Linked DNA regions of Mus musculus: region 1 is linked to region 2. The links are chromatin contacts, called in public Hi-C maps. All regions are on one chromosome and are shown on one strand. The core of a region is the stretch at or near the end of the contact, and the rest is flanking DNA. Distances in the headings are between cores, read along the strand shown. Region 1 overlaps Gm39913 (a long non-coding RNA gene). Region 2 overlaps Gpr176 (G protein-coupled receptor 176).

What was found. A called contact is a pair of places that touch in the nucleus more often than the background predicts.
Region 1: a Hi-C map of adipose-derived mesenchymal stem cells shows a contact between it and region 2, with 2.4 times the contacts expected there. The contact joins two enhancer-like sites. A contact is called at or near these places in 3 of 39 promoter capture datasets (liver, pre-B cells and stem cell-derived epiblast-like cells) and 1 of 484 Hi-C or Micro-C datasets (adipose-derived mesenchymal stem cells).

What each region holds. Positions count from the first base shown.
Region 1 is chr2:118,839,119-118,844,061 of GRCm38.p6, reverse strand. All of the region lies in intron 1 of Gm39913 (a long non-coding RNA gene), which reads left to right. Among named protein-coding and RNA genes, the nearest start is that of Gm39913, 20 kb to the left of the region's middle. Within about 2 kb of position 2,116, at least 38 of the 459 cell types and tissues checked have an H3K27ac peak or open chromatin away from gene starts, as enhancers often do. A contact at or near this core is called in adipose-derived mesenchymal stem cells, where this site is marked.
Region 2 is chr2:118,352,821-118,357,485 of GRCm38.p6, reverse strand. All of the region lies in intron 1 of Gpr176 (G protein-coupled receptor 176), which reads left to right. Among named protein-coding and RNA genes, the nearest start is that of Gpr176, 18 kb to the left of the region's middle. Within about 2 kb of position 3,300, at least 36 of the 459 cell types and tissues checked have an H3K27ac peak or open chromatin away from gene starts, as enhancers often do. A contact at or near this core is called in adipose-derived mesenchymal stem cells, where this site is marked.

The sequences.
Region 1 (4,943 bases), core at 867-3,366, 490 kb before region 2:
CCCTAACCTGTCTCTGGCTTTGAAGCTTGTGGTGGGTTGAATGAGAATGCTTCCCCACAGGCTCATGTATTTGAACACTTGATCTCCACTTGATGGCACTGTTTGGGGAGGTTTAGAACAAATGCTCTTGCTGGAGGACCTGTCACGTAAGGGCGGGCTTCAAGAGTTCATGCTTTCTGCTTTGCGCTTGCAGTTCAAGATCTGAGGTTTCACAAACTGCTCTTACAGAGGACCAGAGTTCAATTCCCAGCACCCACATCAGGTGGCTCACAAGCACTTGTAACTCCAGTTCCAGGGGATCTGACTGGCTTATGTGGGAACACATGCAACATGCACACACACAATAATTTAAGATAAATAGAACCAAACCAGATGTGAACTCTCAGCTCTCACGCCTGCCTGCTGTCAGTGCCCGCCCTCTGTGATGCTGATAGATGACTGACTCATCCCTTTCTGGGAATCTCCCACAAGATCATTGACTGTAAACAATGAAGATCCCACTACCCATAGCCCCGAATCCTGAATTTTACGGTTTGAACTGTGATCCTATTGGTGTCCTCAGGAATTTTCCTGTGATCTACTTTGGGTTCCTCTGCCATACTTCGAAAGAATAGCCTCAAACATACCAAGAGGCTATATATGCCTGGTACAGCAATGGTGGGTGTGGCCCTCTCTGATACAGCATCAGTGGGTTGTGGTTCCCTCTGAGAAGCCCACTCCTATGCCAATCTTTGTGTCTTTTTCCTGGAGTGCCTCTCTTTCTCTTAACCCCATTTCTTAAAAAAAAAAAAAAAATATATATATATATATATATTAGTCTTTAATAAACTCCAACTCTGCTTCATGCCAACTCGTTCTGAAATTCCTTTCTGTGTCAAAGCTAATGGTTCAGTTTTATCTGATTAAAGGAACCTCCTTGAGCTGCCTGGAGTGATGGCACAGAGCCCTATAATTCCTTCCATACTTAAAGTGTCACTTGGCACAAACTAAATCTGTGTTCTTGGGCCACTGTCATCTATACTTGGCCACCTCTCATTCCTTTAGAGGTGCGAGCTGCTTCTCAGGGACAGCATCCTGCCACAGAAGACACTAGAGCCACCTAGCAGAAAAGCACACCATAGGGAACCCACTTGGACATTTTAAAAGCCATAGGAGAGGCTGGAAGGATAGCATAGCAGCTAAGAGTATAGGCTGCTCTGGTCCATTCTCAGAGCTCACGTGGAAGCTCACAGCTGTCTGTAGAAGTCTGACTCAACTAAAGACACACTAAGGAGATGAGAGGAATAATTACACCTTAGTGAGACTGTGGTCATTACAGGGCCTTTTCTTCACCTTCTTCTTTCAGATACTGACCAAAAGCTTGTATATTCTTTCCTTCTGAGCTTACTTACTCTTTCTCTGAACATGCACCTCCTCCCCGCAAGGAAATCTGCTTGTGGACCTTTTCTGCTGAACACGCTACCTTTCTTGGCTCCTAACTAAAAAAAGCTGTGGTTTTCTCCATTCCCTCCCTCCTTACAGCAACTGCTGAGATTTACAGCTTGTCTTGTTGTTTTTCTTTCAAACTGTAATAAGCTGTCCTTGAACTTCCTTCCTTCCCTATTATTATTAACAAGAACCCCAAAGGGACTCTAATTTCCCAAGTAGGATGTGGTGATCATGAAGGACCATAAAGAAGTTCTTGAGAGAACTCAGCAGGCAACCATCTTCCAGGACCTTAGGCAAGTGCCTTCTGGTGGACTCCATGTTAGCTCAGTAGAAATAGCGAACACTGTCAAACATAGTTAACACCTATTTAAAACTGTGTGTCTCTTGTGTGGTGCTCCTATAGGCTTAGATTTTTTGAAACCTACTTTGTTTAGGTTCTAGAATACTTCAACCACCCTTCTAGCCCACCAACTGGAGGTAAGGAAAGAAGGTTAATAGGAAAAGATGGTTGTGGACCCGTTTAGAAGTAGTTCTTTGGGGCGACTACACTCTTTGTTGTCAGGATACCAGCAGTCCAGTCCAATAGCAAACACCAAACATGAATCAGTAGCTGTGGCTCAATCCAGCAGAAACCACAAATCAGCATGAGTCAGCATGAGTCAGCAGAAGCAGCCAGAAGCAGCTGGAATGTTCTTTGACATATTTCTGCCTATGAAGTGAAGACCAGCGAACATAGAATGCAAGAGCGACCTCCCACTGTTTATGGGGTTCTACTTAGACTCTTTCCAAACATCACACCTCTCTCAAGTGTCTGCCCAGTCAAAGTATCACATGTCCTCTCACAAGACAGCTTCCAGAAGCTGCTGATAATAATAATAATAATAATAATAATAATAATAATAATAATAATAATAAATAATAATAGAAGTTCAAGGACAGTTTATTACAGTTTGAAAGAAAAACAACAAGACAAACAAGCTGTAAATCTCAGCAGTTGCTGTAAGGATACACAACTGAGTTTCCAAAGAAACCAGAAATTTCCACTTCATGCTTCCATTCAGAAGAGCAACTTCCTGGTCCCCTTGGGATGAGGCCCTCATGCCGTGCCCTCCATGTTGGTCAGAGCTGAGAGCCCAACCTTTCTAGAGCATTTTGTTGCCTTCTTTCCCCACTTGAGCAGAGCCATCTCAGCACTAAGCAACGTTATTTCTGCTGAGCCAGCATGGAACTCTTCTCGTCTCACTTTGTCCATGCTGCCTCATGATGGTTATGAGGCGAGGTTGTCCCTTGGGGAGCTTTCTCCTTCCCAGTCCGTGTGTGTGTGTGTGTGTGTGTGTGTGTGTGTGTGTGTGTGTGTGTATCTGGGCCAGGATCATAGAAAGCCCCAGTGTGCTGTGAAAGTGGATGTGAGTGTTCAGGGGTTAGGGATTGAAAAGTGCCTGAGTAGACACAGAGTGGAAGACAAAATGGCATTCCCTCTGCCACTTCAACCCGTTGAGAGCTTTAAATTTTATAAGGTCACGAGTACATGGCAACCAGACCAACTGTTTGCAAGCCTGTATATAGAGCTGGCATGTGTTTACAAGTGGAAGTGGGCAGCCCGAAGATTTTAATACATGAGTGTTCTGACCTATATAAAAAGACAATGCTGTATTCAATGTTTCCCTCTGAGGCTACTTTTTCCATCCTCCAATCTAAATTCAGGCTATATTTGAGTGCAGAAAAACATCAGATGTTTCTATTTTAAGGTCTGGGTCACTGACAGTCTAGGGGACCGTCTTAGTTACTGTTCTGTTGCTGTGAGGAGACACCATTCGCAGGGCAACTCACAAAGGAAAGCATTTAACAGAGGACTGGCTCGCAGTCTCAGAGTGTTACTGGCAGCTGGTTGGTTGCATTGGCCCTTCAGAAAAGGTAGCTATCAACTATCTTCTTCAGGTCTGCAATTACATGTGTAGTACACATTATATTGTTAAGTTGTCAGATGCTGTTTAAGCTCACTAAAAAGTTGACTCTCAATGTACAATTTGGCACCCCTACTTCAGATCTGAGCATATTTGCCCCAGAGTGCCCTCCAAAACCTGTCCTAAGTCGGGGGGGGTCCCCTGGCCCTGTAACAGGGAGAACAACAAGCAGCCCAAGCTGCACTGTGTCCTTGAGAACAGCTAAACGGTAAAGCATTCCCACAGAGTCTACTATTGTTATCCCATCATATAAAAATGCCTGTCATGGGAATAGCTATGATGGGATGCATCAGATGAGAGGATGCAAGACGCCTTCTGCCTGGACATCTCTCAAGTGGTAATACCAGCATGATGGTTTGAGCAGGGTTTCCTCAGTTGGCTTGCTGATCTGATACTTTGCTGTCTACCTGTGACTTGCTATTTACTTATTGTACTTTTGCTTAATAAGTTATACTTATTGTACTTATATATGTATATATATGTGTGTGTGTATATATATATATATATATTAATTATACTCAGAAAAAAGGCCTATAAATTAACAATGTATATACAGATAATCTTAATTTATATTAAGCCATGTAGTTTGGACTCACTCTTCTAATATGATGGTAAATGCATTGTTACTATGTCTTATAATTCCAAAAAAGGAAATGAAACAAAAGGGGGCCAGCAAGTAGAAGAAAAAGTGTTACAAGGATGTAGGAATAAAGATAGTTTTGGTAAATAAGGATTTCTGAATGGTAAGACTTTATCCTAAAGATAAAGATCCTAGATTCTTCCAGAAAAATAAAAATAAAACAAAGCTAGAAAGCCTACACACGTCACGAAATGTCTGAATAAGTTATATAAGGGATGTGATAGCTGAGACTTGGAGACGGTAATGAGTGACATTAAAATATCTAAAGTCAAAGTTCAGCACATTAATGACAAATTGTTATTGAAATCAACAGATTTCTCTTATTGATTTTTCTCTTGGTAACATTTACCAAATAAAGTCTAGTAAAAACTGTGTTTAATCAATATAACTACTTGGGAAACTGAATCTTAATAAAACTGAGATTAAAAAGTGTTTGGTTATTATCAAAGCTTTATCAAAATGTTCCATGTACTGGCTGATTTTGTGTGTCAACTTGACACAAGTTAGAGTCATCAGAGAGGAAAGAGCCTCAGTTGAGGAAATGCCTCCATGAGATCCAGCTGTAGAGCATTCTCTCAATTTGTGATCAATGGGGAAGGGCCCAGCCCATTGTGGGTGGTGCCATCCCTGGCCTGGTGGTCCAGGATTCTGTAAGAAGGCAGGTTGAGCAAGCCATAGGGAAGCCAGCCAGGAAGCAGTACCCCTCCATAGCCGCTGTATCAGCTCCTGCCTCCAACTTTTTGAGTGCCTGTCCCGATTCCCTCCAGTGGTTGGGTATAAGTTTTGTGTGACTATGGGCTTCTGGTACCCCTAACTCCTGAGTTAAAGTCCCACCCCAGGAAGAAGAGAAAGCTTCCATGAAACTGTGCGACACTGATTCTCAACCTGTGGGTCAACAGGTGTCAACTATC
Region 2 (4,665 bases), core at 2,051-4,550:
CAGATGGGCCACTGGGCTGTCAGAAACACGGTGGGACTTCCTACCGTGCTCTATATATTCTGAAAAAACCTGAATCTTTCTTTACTTGTTCTGGGTAGAATTTTTTAAGACTCACAAAACTTCAATTGACCCAAGCACTGTCCCAGGGAGTCTGGTCACGTGCATTCTGGATTCTTCTCCCCCTTGAACCATTTCGATCAAATTTACTTCTACCATCTTCTGGGACTGTGGTCAAAAATTGTTTTCAGCTGGGCACAGAAGAGATTGGAGAGGGCATGTGGGTGATCAGAAAGAGCAATTAAGGGCTATTTGGCTCTGGGGAGAATTGTGACAGATTTAGCCTGCAAATCTGTTGTTAGAACATAGGCGACCAGGGAGCAGGTGGGCAGTGTTAAAAGTACATTTCTCTGCGATTTGCCTTGTTTGTTAGGCCTTTTTATTGTTGGGATTAGACATCTTTAATTTGGACTCTGGGACCTCCATGTATCACCTCAGGCTGTGTGCACAAAGGCTGGTTTAAATCTCTTCTGCCCACTTTCCATCTCTACATGAGTCTTGCGACATTAGGTTGTGGGAAACTTGGCTTCATTGAATTTCATGTAATCCTGTTGACTTGTGCTGATGGTAACTCGTCGACCCATTGAGTTAACTGCTTACTGAGCCTTTATGTCACGTGCTGTTGTTTTGCTTCTCTTTCACTGGCCTTGTCTTTGTCTGATTTAGGAGGTCAGATTAGCACTTTAATCATTTCTTAACTGAAATGTAATCACAACTTTTTGCTTTTGGATAAGGTTTCTCTGTATAGCCCTGGCTGTCCTGGAACTCATTCTGTAGACCAGGCTGGCCTTGAACTCACAGAGATCCACCTGCCTCTGCCTGCCTAATTCTGTGATTAAAGACCTGTGCCACCATGCCCAGCTAGTCACGGTATTTTAATTCCTTTAACAACCTATTAGTTTGGGGGTGGATACGGGAGGATCTGATTATGCTATGCGACAGTATTGCTCTCAGTGAACTTTGCTATGTGTCTTTTATATCTTCATTTAAGTGATTAGTTTAAACAGGGTTAGTGGTGAGGGAGCAAGATTGCCTCTCCAGGTTGATTTTAATTAATCAGTCATAATCTTTTGGGAATAATTGTGAAACTAATTATGAACACACAGAGTATTACTGTCATCCAGCTCACATTGGTTTATCTTGTTTACAAAAGTATTCTGATACATTTTGTCAGAGACGGCACTGAATGCCACATGGTGTGCGTTTGCAGTGTGTGCCTTCCTGCCAAACACTGATACCACTCTCAGGCTGACCCGTATGAAGTTTGCTCTTCCTTCTTCCTCCTTTCACTGTCTTTAGCCTTTGGCTGGTCTGTTTGTGCTTCCCACGATTCCTTGGAGCTCTGCAGAGTTGGTGTGCGATCGTTCTCACATTTCAGTGTGTAAAGGATCTCTTAAGTGAAGATTCTGATGCAGGAAGTCTGGGATGCTGCACTTCCAGCAAATGTTTGGGCAGTGTTGACACCGATGGTGCTCAGACTATGAACTCTGAGCATCTAGAGGCTAGAAGACTTGGCGTTCCAGATAAAAGTCTAAATTTGAGTTGGAGGTCAGAGGTGTGTCTGATACCAGGTGTGTCTCCTTCAATCAGTCTGCACTTTATTTATAAGTGGGGTCGCTTTGTTGAACCCAGAGCTCACCCATTTGGCCAGTCTATCTATCCAGCTAGGCCTGGGAGTCCCTTGTCTCTCCCTCCACCCACCATGCCTGCCTGGCCTTATGTGGTTGCTGAGGATCTGAGAACTGACTGGTCCTTCCATTTGTGCAATAAATGCTTTACCTGGCGATCAGTCTCCCCAGGCCCAGTGCTCTTCAGTATACATCACTGAGCAGATCTTTGTCTCTTGACTCGTCTTCAGGGCTGCTTGCCCCACTGCTTGCTCACCCCTGCCCTGCCTCTATGGTGCCTTTCTCCTTTCTTCCATTCATGCCCTGGGAAGAACAGCCTTATTCTTTGTCCTTGTTTCATCCCTTTCTGATCTCTCTTCAATCCACCAGTCCGATCATGTCACTCTTCTCTTTAAAAGCTTTCCCTGGCTCCTCACCCTCTGTAGCTCTGTATAATGACATCTCTAATGGGGCTCCCACTTCCCTCTAGCCTGCTCCTTACACTGCAGGAGCACCACACTCTATTTCATTCTTACTGCGCAGCAGTGTGGTCGCCCTCCTTGCTGCTGTGACTTAGCATCTCTTGTCCCACCGTCCATAATTGCCTCTTTTTTTTTTTTAACATTAATCACTTGACTAACCCCTCTCATTTTCTGTATATTCCTCTCAGTCTTTCATTCCTACAGCTAAGAGTTTGCCTCAAGTCTCAAAAGAGACTTTGAAGAGTAGGCTTTTGAAGAGTTTTAGGTCTGGGAAGACTGTGGGAGACTGGTGAAGGTGGAGTAAACGCTTTTTGCATTGTGAGGTGCCCACGAGCCCTTCAGGGTAGGGGTAGAAGATTACAGTTTGGATCTAAAGTGTTCCCCGCAGGCTCTCATCTGAAACGCTTGGCCCCTGGCTTGTAATACTAGCAGTGAGAGTCTCTGTCTCTGCTTGGATTTATTTCTTGAATAATTCAAGAACAACTGAAAGGGGTTCTTGTGCATTCCCTTCCTAGGCTGCAGCTATAACAGTGGGTTATGATGGAAGATGCGCTATCCCAGCTTCTCACTGAAAGGTTTAAGGGCACTGAGTCACTCTGTAAAATGACCATCAATCTTATTTTAAACAATCTTTATTTTACCCATCTCTCTGTGAATGACGAGAGAGAACAATTTAAAATTAGTTTATCAGTGTGTGAATTACTCTCGCTTATCTACACAATATTTGTTATCTTCATGGGAATGGATTAGTAAAATTTCGTCAGAGGTGAATACACTCATGGTGTCTGTAGAAATAACAATGAATGGTAAGCTTGGCACGCCAGTGTCATCTTGCACTAGCCTCCCTTCATAGCTTTGTTGGTCTTCAGAGTGGCTGGTCACAGACATCGCTGAATTAATTTGGTTTTCTGAACAGAAATGGAGACTAGAGGAAGCAAGCTGACAGCTGCCTGCAAGGGTGCAGATGTTGAACCATTCATGATGCAGCACAGAGAGGCGCAGGAAGCTGAAATAAATTAAGACCCAGAGAAACTGGGCTGTGGCCAAAGGAACATTTTTGATAAAACTTGAAAATGTTTTCCATAGCTGTGGTCATGATCCCTGAGGCAACCAATGCCATTTGCTGTTAGACAGGTTGCCATGGCCCTTGCTGACCACAGGAGGGTTAGTGAGAGGAGACCGAAGGGCTATCAGACTTGACAGTTTGTGCCTTTTGTGGAAGCACTAGGGATAGGTCTTAATCCTCTGAACACAACAGGCACTTAATGAGTGTATATAGAATGAAATATTTACAATTAAGGGGAGGGAGCACCAAGTTTTATAATGAGGTTTTGGGTCTGCTGTGCCTCATGGTGACCTAGATTTCTGTGCTGCTTAGAAAGCCATGTGAGGGGAACTGGCAGTTTCATTAGGACGTCACGAGTATTGATCTAATATCCTTTCCTCCTGGGACACGGGGCTGCTGCTGAATTATGTTCTAGCCAAAATGCCTGAAGAGGGAACTCAGGCCCCTTTGCCTGTGACTGATGTGCTGGACAGTCGGTTTCTGGGTCTCTGCCACCCTTCAGCCTAAGGCATTAGTTTAAACTGAGCTCAGCCTCCAGCAGGTTGTACCAGAATCCCGAAGAACCACAGCCTGAGCTGGAGGTCATAGTTTGAATTGTGGAAGTTCCTAGTCATAACAGTTTGTTTTGTGAAAAAGCACTCGGCCATGACAAAGCAATTCTTCTGAGGATAATGTTCCTGGGGACAAAAATAGACTTTTACACAAGACCATTGTGAGTTCTGTGGCTAAAGGGTTCAGAAGTCAGGAAGCTTTTGGGGTTAAATCCTGGCTCTGCCACTCGCTGGCGTTTTATCCTTGGCTCAGCATCTACTTTTTAAAAATAATGCTTTTTTTAAAAAATTGTAATAGATAAATCCGGGGCTGGGGAGATGGCTCAGTGGGTAAGCCATGCAAGCATGAGAACCTGAGTTTGAACCTTCACTACCCATGTGAAAGCTGTGCATGGCCTGTGTGCATGGCCCTGTGTGCATATGACCCTGTGTGCATGGCCTTGTATAACTTCAGCGTTTGAGGGCAGAGGTGGCTGACTCCCAGAAGTTTGTGGTGGCTAGGCAGCTAGCCTAGCAGAAACAGCGAGCTTTAGGATCAGTGAGAGACCCTGTTCCCCAAAGTAAAGTATGGTAGCCAGACAAAGTGATGGATGCCTTTAATCCTAGAACTCGGAGGCAGAGAGGCCTCCTGTTCAGGACCAGCCTAGCCTACATAGTGAGTTTAGGCTAGCCAGGAATACCTGGTAAGACCCTGTCTCAGTAGATAAACAAACACTAAATAGGTATTAATAGACAACTGACCACCCTCCTTTTGTCCCTGAATGCGCCACATGCAGATCACATACATATACATTTAATAAATGAACAAGTAAATAGATAAATAAGGTGAAATTTCTCATCTTATTTTTTTCCATTTCCAACATTCTACTGTGTTCCTAGGATTATAGCACCAAACTGTCCCA